Regions from separate parts of the Mus musculus genome. Here region 1 is linked to region 2. A link is a contact called in public HiChIP or PLAC-seq data. All regions are on one chromosome and are shown on one strand. The core of a region is the stretch at or near the end of the contact, and the rest is flanking DNA. Distances in the headings are between cores, read along the strand shown.

The links. HiChIP or PLAC-seq counts read pairs in DNA pulled down with a chosen protein or histone mark.
Region 1: a contact with region 2 is called in a FOXA1 HiChIP or PLAC-seq map of pancreatic cancer cells. The contact joins the promoter of Vps53 here to the promoter of Hic1 in region 2. A contact is called at or near these places in 1 of 39 promoter capture datasets (pre-B cells) and 1 of 115 datasets of contacts at active chromatin or transcription factors (pancreatic cancer cells).

Annotation. Positions count from the first base shown.
Region 1 is chr11:76,177,194-76,181,810 of GRCm38.p6, forward strand. It overlaps Vps53 (VPS53 GARP complex subunit), which reads right to left and starts at 2,445. Exons shown (of 22, transcript NM_026664.4): 1 at 2,220-2,445. The coding sequence starts at 2,306. It also overlaps a transcript of Tlcd3a not described here.
Region 2 is chr11:75,168,179-75,172,318 of GRCm38.p6, forward strand. Hic1 (hypermethylated in cancer 1) reads right to left here and starts at 2,077. Exons shown (of 2, transcript NM_010430.2): 1 at 825-2,077. The coding sequence starts at 1,341.

The DNA.
Region 1 (4,617 bases), core at 1,195-3,694, 1.0 Mb after region 2:
AAGCCCTTTGCAGAGGGAGTGCTGGGAACAGGGCCTGTCATTGTGAGCTGGTATGAGGAAGTGGGTTATTCACTTCCTAACTGCTCCCAGTTTCTTCATTCTTCTCTTCCTGTTCCTGGGTCTAATCCCAGGCATTAACAGATTTCACACAACGCAGCCCTTGACTTAAGCTACTTCATCCGGTGACACCTATAGAGAGAATGCCAGGCCTCAGTGTTGGCAGAAAAATTCTAGATTTACCAAAAGATGTCTAGACACTGTACTGCATGGGCAGTTTAAGGGATTTCAAGGGGACTCATGCACAGGTCACATACACAAAAATACAGTACAAATCTTAAAAGGTTGAGAATTTTTTAAAAAGATTTATTTGTTTTATGTATATGAGTACACTGTAGTTCTCTTCACACACACCAGAAGAAGGCATCAGACCACATTACACATTACAGGTGGTTGTGAGCCACCATGTGGTTGCTGGGAATTGAACTCAGGACCTCTGGAAGAGCAGTCAGTGCTCTTAACCGCTGAGCCATCTCTCCAGCCCAAAGTTGAGAATTTTTGCAATTTGGGTGACACTAAAGAATATCCCTGGGGGCTGGTGAAATGGCTCAGTGGGTAAGAGCACCCGACTGCTCTTCCGAAGGTCCGAAGTTCAAATCCCAGCAACCACATGGTGGCTCACAACCATCTGTAACATGATCTGACGCCCTCTTCTGGAGTGTCTGAAGACAGCTACAGTGTACTTACATATAATAAATAAATCTTTAAAAAAAAAAAAAAAAGAATATCCCTAAGAGTCTTCTCTTCCCAACAAGAAGTTTTTTGTTGACTAAAGTCTCCTGTCAACTATATTAAGATGTATGGTCATAATATTAGAAGTAACTGTGTAGGTTTTTGTAAGGTTTTGTTGATAGAGGGAGAAAGATCTTCCTTAAGGGAACTGACATGGGGTTATAGTGTAAGAAGAAGCACATTAGGAGCTATGGATATTGCTTTGTGGTAAGACACTTATCTCATGTGCCAAGGATTTGTTCAACCTCCAATACTAATAAAAAAGAAAGGAAAGAAAGAGTGTGTCTCATTTAATGGCTATTGGGAAGGTAGCCCAAGTAAAATAATTCTACTACTAATAATTAGCATATATGGACCATTAATACTTTATTTTTTTGTTTTTCAAGACAGGTTTCTCTGTGTATCCCTGGCTGTCCTGGAACTCACTTTGTAGACCAGAGGTTGGGGAGACGTGTGCATGTGTATGTGTGTTTTGTCCAGGAGTAGTTTTCTCCCTCTATTTTGAGGATCCTGGGGAAGAGACTCAGGTCAGCAGGCTTGGTGGCACAGTGCCTTTACCCACTGAACTATCTCACTAGCCCTCAGTCTTTTAGTTATGGTACAGATTTGTCTTAGTTTGCTTTACATTGCTGTGATAACACAGCATGACCAAAAACAACTTGTAAAGTAAATAATTTATTTGGATTACAGGTTATAGTATGTCGTCATCAGGTGAAGCCAAGCCAGGAAATGGAGCAGAAATCACGAAGGAATGTTACTTACTGGCTTGCTTTCCATGGCTTGCTCAGCTTGCTTTTCTATACAATCCAGAACCTGCTGCCCAGGGGTGGTACCTCCCACAGTGGGCTGGGCCATTCTACAGCATCAACCAAGAAAATGCCCCCACAGATTGCCCGTGGGCCAATCTGATGGAAGCAATTCTCAACTGAGGCTTCCTTTTCCCAGATGACTCCAGCGAGTGTCAAGTGCGCGCGCACGCGCACACCAGCACAAGGGTCATTTTCCAGTATGCCGCCCCACAACCCTATTCTGTCATTCGTTTCCGCAATGGAAGTATCCCACTGCCAATTCCAAACCACTCCAAGAGTTTAACCAGAGAAATGGAAGAAGCCGCACTAGCTGGAAAATGAATAGAGTCTTAAAATCAACCATAATCCGAATTCTCTAGTCACGGGGCTCCCTCTAGGTTTATCCTGTCAAAGAGGACAGCTCGGCCCAAACTCAGCAGGGCGTAACAACCTCGGAAACACAGAGCCTAGAGAAGACGTGTTCGGTCCCCAGGCTGAAAAACCCATCCCCACCTTTACCACCATCCAGACTTCCGCTCAGCATAAGAACCGCCACCTTTCCAGCCTAGCAGGGGAGATTCGACCCTGGCCTAGAGCTGCCCCTTCCACCGCAGCTTCCTCCCGAGGGGGTGGAGCGCTCACCTGCTCGATGGCGAGTTGCACCTCTGGCGTGAGCTGCAGCACAGCCTCCAGCTCCTCCACAAACTCCAGTTCCTCCTCCTCCATCATCCCGCCGCTCAGCCCCCGACGCCCTCTCCAATCCTGCTCGCGACCTGTCTGTCACCAGGACCCCAGAAGAGCAAGCCTCCAGGTACGGGGCTCGAGGGAGCCGCTACTTACTCGGCTAGCCTGGCACTTCCGGAGAACTGGGCACTTCCGGGAACCGGGGGACTCTGGGATAGCGGAGGACTGACTTCCGCAGGCATGGCTGTCAAGTCCCTGGAAAATCTCCAGACAACCCTTAACCTCAAGTTCCCTGTTCGCACGCGGCGGGTTCTTAAGATTGAAAGCCCTCTCTTCTTCGCCCAGGGCGCATCCCCCACCAGCGCCGTAGTGTCGCCCGGGCGCCCCAGAGAGCGGTAGCCACGGCAGTGTCCCAATGGATGGGCAATAAGCCCCGCTGGCCATGAAGCCAACGTGCAACCCGCTCGCTGGATCCCCTTGGTCTAGGGCAGTCTGTGTCCCCCTGCCATCGGGAGTGAAATGACCCCAGCTGGTAAGTGGCAGTGTTGCCAAAGACATTTGAGGTTTGGGAGAGCTTCTGCTCCTTAGATAAGGATCTACTGGGCAGAATTGTCTGAAGCCTCCTCGCTAGGGTGGGGAGTAAGGAGAAAAGCGACCCAACGCTGGGAAGTGTTTGGTTTTTGAGACCGAATGTCCGGGCTGTACATCCTTATTTACACCCTTGATAACCTTATGATCTTGAACAAAGTATTCCCATCTGCCCTGCTTACACTACGTTAGATGGGGTGACATTAAATATGGAAGTATTATGCAAACTTAGGCAGGTAGTACAGGAAATGTTAGGGTGTTTAGCCGCGTACATTACAAAAAGAGGAGCCAGATAGCCCTGTGGAACCGCTTTTCCAGCAGGCACTGGAACAATGATGGAATTGCAGCCAAGGGAAGGGTTGCCTTACCAGTTCAACATTGTGAAAACCTCGACAGAGGAGTATCTGGCCCTGCTGAACTTTTTTTTTTTTTTCCGTACATATAGTTTTATAAAAATTGCTTCAGGAATAATATAATTTGCTTTTTTTTTTTTAGTTTTTAAAAAACATTATAGTTTTAGGAATGGAATTTTATTGTTGTTTTAGTTTGCCCCCCAAAAATGTGTGAGTAGTATAAGTTTTAGCAACAGCAACAAAAGAATGCTTTAAAATATAATTGCAGGAGGACTGTGAGAGACATCAAGATGGCTCAGCCAGTAGAGCATTTGCCCTCAAGCCTGATGCTTGAATTCATCCATCGAACCCACATGTTGATAAGAGAGTTCTAACTTCCACAAGTTACCCTCTAACCTCCACACATATATTATTGACTCATAAAAGTATTATTTTGACAATTATTTAATGACATAGCGATATATGCACAGTGTATTTCAGAAAGCAGAATATTTATTTCTGAGAGCAAAATTGGCTGGGTGTGATGGTACAAGCCTATAATCCCAACACTTGGAAGGTGAAGAGTAGGTGGATAAGGAAAATGTACTGTCTCAACCAAAAGCAAATGACAGGGAAATATATTTTTTCTTTATTTTCCCACACATCTACAATCAACATATGGTACTTTTTTTTGTGTTTGTTTGTTTGTTTGTTTGTTTTTCAAGACAGGGTTTCTCTGTGTAGCCTTGGCTGTCCTGGAACTCACTCTGTAGACCAGGCTGGCCTCGAACTCAGAAATCTGCCTGCCTCTGCCTCCCAAGTGCTGGGACTAAAGGCATGCGCCACCACTGCCCAGCTTTTTTTTTTTTTTTTCTCCATATGGTACTTTTATTATCAGAAACCATAGGTGCTGTCTGGATGTGGTGGCACATGCCTATAAATACCAGGATTCTGGGACCTGAAGCAGAAAGATGGAGAGTTTGAGGCTAGCTGGACTATGTAATGAAATTCTGTCTTAAAAATCAAAAAACAAAGGCTGGCAAGATAGCTGAGCCATTAAAGATGCTTGTTGTTCTTCCAGAGGATCCAGGACTTAAGTTCAGTTTCCAGCACCTTCATTGAGCAGCTGGCCACCGTGGAACTCCAGCTCCAAGGCATCAGACATCCCCTCCAGGAACACCCACACACAAGATGCACATATACATAATTTAAAAATAAAGGGGACAGAGAGATGGCTCAGCAGTTAAGAGCACTGGCTGATCTCCCGGACGACCTGGATTCAATTCCCAGCACCCACATGGTGGCTTACATCAGTCTGTAACTCCAGTTCCAAGGGAGCCAGCACCCTTTTATAGCTTCCTTGGACACCAGGCATGCACACGGTCTACACATATACATACAGGCAAAACACCCATACACGAAGAATTAAGAGATAA
Region 2 (4,140 bases), core at 827-3,326:
TTATATCGGGGCAGGAGGCTGAGGCAGGAAGCAGGTGGGGGGGAGGGGGGAGCCACGCAGCTCCCAGGGGAGGGAGGGGGCAGCGCCCCGGGCGGGCACGGCGCACAGCCGGCTGCGGCCCTGACCCTGGCCTGCGCCCCACCCGCGTTCTGGACCCAGCCGGGGCCTCGGCTCCACATCTCTTCCCCAGCTCCCCTCCGCCCCGTCTCCCCCGAAACTCTGCCGCCTCAAACTTCGGGGAAAACTTTCCCAACTTCAGACAGGGCGGGAGGAGCGCGCCGGCCCCAGCCCCCCTCCCTGGCCCCCAGTTCCTCCTCTGGGCCCCCAATTTCAGCAGCCTGGTGGCAGTGGGGACCCACACCAAATCTAAAGCCGCCCTGCCCTCCGGCGAGCACGCCCGCCCCTGTTCCCCGCCTGGCCCGCAGGGCCTCGCCGGCCCGTTACCTGCGGCGGCCGCCCAGCCCGGCTTCCCTCCCTGAGGCGGTGGCAGCTCCTAGCCTGCGCCCCACCCGCCCCGCTGCCAGGCGCCGAGCTGTGCCAGGGCAGCGCCCCTGCCAGCCCCGCCCGCCGGCTCCCCTTGCCTTCCCCTCTCCTCCCCAGCCCATGTGCGGGCAGAGCCGGCCCCGGGCCGCTGACCCCGCCGTGAACCCGGCGCCGAGCAGCGGCCCAGCCGTCCCGAGTCCTCTAGGGAAGACACTTAGAGCCCCAAACGCCAGCCGCGACCCGGGCGCCCACGCCTGAGGATGCTCCCGAGGTAGCCGGCGCACGAGGACCAGATTGTCCCGGGTCCCTTGCCCTTCCCTGTCGCCAACTCGAGGACCCACCTGGGGGGCATGTCGGAAGCCCCGGGCCCGGCTGCCGGCGGATCCAGGGGGGGACGTGGCTGCAGTGCGCTGCCCTCCGCCCGCCGGGCCCCCGGTCGGTCTGTCTTGCCGGTCCGTCCTCCCCGCGTCCTGGTCGCGTCTCAGCCCCTCCGCGCTTTCCGCACACTCTTATCTGGAGCGGCCCGAACCGGCAGACGCTGCCGCGGCCATGGCGCCACCTCGCGGCCACGCGGGGACTGTGTGCGGCTGGGCTGCGACCTCTGGCGCACACCTGGGCCAAGAGGCTTGCAGATGCGGAGCTGAGCAGATCTTGCAGGTTCGCGCGCTTCCAGATGTGCCCACCTGGAGACTCAGATATCGGACCTGGGAGTCCCATAAACCTGGGGGTTTTGTGCTGAGTGCTCCCGAGTACATATTTATATGTTATATCGCGCCAATTCGGGGGGGGGGAGGGGAAGGTTCTGTCTTCAAATGAGGAACTCTTAAGCCAGGGATGGTGGCGCATTCTTGTAATCATCCTAGCATAGCACCCAGGAGTTGGAAGCAAGAGGACCAGGAGTTCAAGGTCAGCCTCTACTACCTGAGACCCTATCTTAGAAAAGGGGTTGGGGTGGAACACTACGAACAGTATTCTGTGAGAGGGCGAGCTTAGAAATCCTAAGTGAGATGAAGGTACATACGTTCGGAGCAGGAGCGGGGCGGCTTTTATTAGACATTTCTGAACACCATTATTCACTTGGACTCAGTGGAGAGAGACACATTCCAACTCTCCCTCAGACACATGTTATCAGTATGCACATCATAAACCGTCCACACTCAAACTCTGTCCAAGCAGTGACAAGGGCGCGCCATGTTTACACAGACCGCCCACCCCCTCCCGGAGTCCCAACTTCTTGGGCTACTGCGGAGGCTACTACGTGAAACGGGGTAGAGGTCCTACCAAAGAGCCCTCCCCGAACTTGCGGGTCTCCAGAAGGACCCTAGAGCCCTCCATTGGAAATAGCTGGACAGAGCCCCCTTGCGACGTGCCCCTCAAGTCCCCAATCCCCCATCTAAGCAGTTTTGAGGGATCTTAGTTTGCCCCCCCCCAATACACCATTCGAGAGATATCACGAGAACGGGCGGCTTGAGACCCCCTCAAAAAAAGATCCTACACGCCACACAAGGGAGAGCTCATTCATGTTGGTGACTCCTCTTTTAGGAGGGAGGGGAGCGTGCACCAGCTCTTGGGTGCTCACCGGAAATGTCCCTGCATAGCGGGGCGGAGGCATAAGCACCGTTGCAAGCACCGCGCCTCCGTGGCCCACGCTCCGCCTCTTCCCCGCACCTCCTGACCCCCGCCCACGCTATAGGGGGGGTCCCCCCAAACCGCCCACAGCTTCTTATTGGCTGCGCCATCCTCCGTGGCCAAGCCGGAGAGGCTGGGGCTCAGAGTTACTATGGTAACCAATGAGGTTCCCGGGATCTCATCTCTCAGAGGCCTTGGAGAGCTTAGCAACCGCGCGGGGCGCAGGGCGGGTGGGGGCTACGCTCGCCGCACCCCACGCTGTCTTCGAGCCCCCACTCCCCCGCTTGAGGTAGTGGCTGAGTCACTCGCCCGGGGCAGCCGGCCGGGCCTCTAGCTGTACCAGTGAGACACCAAGGTCTTGGGCGCCTCCTAGAGGCTGCGTTTCTTTGGCAGGAGACTTCTATGCCTGGCCTAGGCTTCTGGTCCAAAGAGTCTTCAAGGCTCACCAGGTTTCCGCGACAGTGTGCTCCGCCTCCATCTAATCCACTTACTACTTCGTATCTCCGTACAGTGTCCATACAAGACAAACACTGCAGTCCCACGGTGGACTCCACAATTTCTGAGCTCTAGGAGAAGTGAAGAGGTACCTTGGTATCTCTGTCGAGGGATACGCCTTGGGGCTGAAGCGGAAGTGTAACGGAGCGTTTGAGGATAAGAAGGCTCCCCAGAAGTGCTCTTAGGGATGAGTTTTGACAACTCTGAGTTCTCCCACAAGCAAGGGTGTCTCTGATGTCTCTGTTTTAAATGTTTTCTCCTTTTAATGGGGTTAGATCGTGCGAGTCTGGAGAGAAAGCTCTGTATGTGTTTTACACAATGGAGTTTATCCGCTGGTTGACCCATAAGGAGGTCGGCTGGGTCTTCAGTTCCTTCTTGTTCTATCCCTCTCCACCGACTCAAGCCCTTGTTGTATCGCTATGGGGCCAACCACATAAACCTTGCCCAAGTTTCACTGTGTACTCCCCTCCCCTCCCCTCCCCTTCTCTCCTCTCCTCTCCTCCACGCCCCACCACCACCACCACCACAGTTTCAAGTCTACGGCTAGCCTCGAACTCACAAAGGCGTCTACTTCCCACGTACAAGGATGCGCACCACCATGCCCCTCCTCTTAACTTTGCTTTCCCCTTCTTCCTGAGCTCCTCTGGTCATCCTGGTGCAGCTTCCTCCTCTCCGTGAACGCATGACGACCCCATTTAGAGCCCGGAGACAGAATCGGGCTGTTTTGGAGGACCTGTTCCATATCGTATTTGCCTTTAGTCTATTCTGACTCCTTTAGAAAGGAGTCCCAGCTACACACACCCTCTGCCAAGCTATTGAGCCCCCTTAGTCTCATTTTCTCTCTTACAGGCTCTGCCTATGCCTATTCCACCCCACTGAGGTGGCCCCCTCGTGCCCCCTGGGGCACTGCCAAGTTGGCTCTCCAGTACTTGTCAGGCTAGCCCTTCCTTTTGTGGATACTCCGTACAGGGATTTTCCAAACTCTTACAGAAGATCTTCTGCTCATTTCTAAAGTCCAGACCACTCTCCTTAGACTCCCTGATCTTCTCTGCGGTTTCCACCATCTGACCGGTACCTTTCCTCCTGTGACCCAGTCAAGAAGCCTTCCAAAACTCCCAGGCTTCTCCACCCCTCTTTCCCCAGCTCCTAGATGTCAAAGTCCGAGGTGCACTCTACTCCCCTCCTAAACCGGTCCAGTTTCTTGCCTCACCCCCCACCCCCCCCCCACACACACACCAGGAGAGAGCGAGGATACCACGGTGGCCAAATGGGAGTGATACCATCGCGGGGCATCTTCTGGCGTCAGAGGACTGTAGGGTCTAGGGAATGAGCAGTGTGGTTTGGGGCTGCCAAGGGAGGACCCCTGCGGTCCAGGAGAAAAGAACTGAGATCCTAGGACTCGCAAAGCCCCGGAAGGGGAGAGTGAATAAACACAGAACGGGGCCTCACCCTCCCTGCACTATTCTCCCCCAGCCCGTCGCCTGCAGTTCCGGAAAGTTAACCCCTTGGAGGCCAAGCCTGGGGTTACGTACT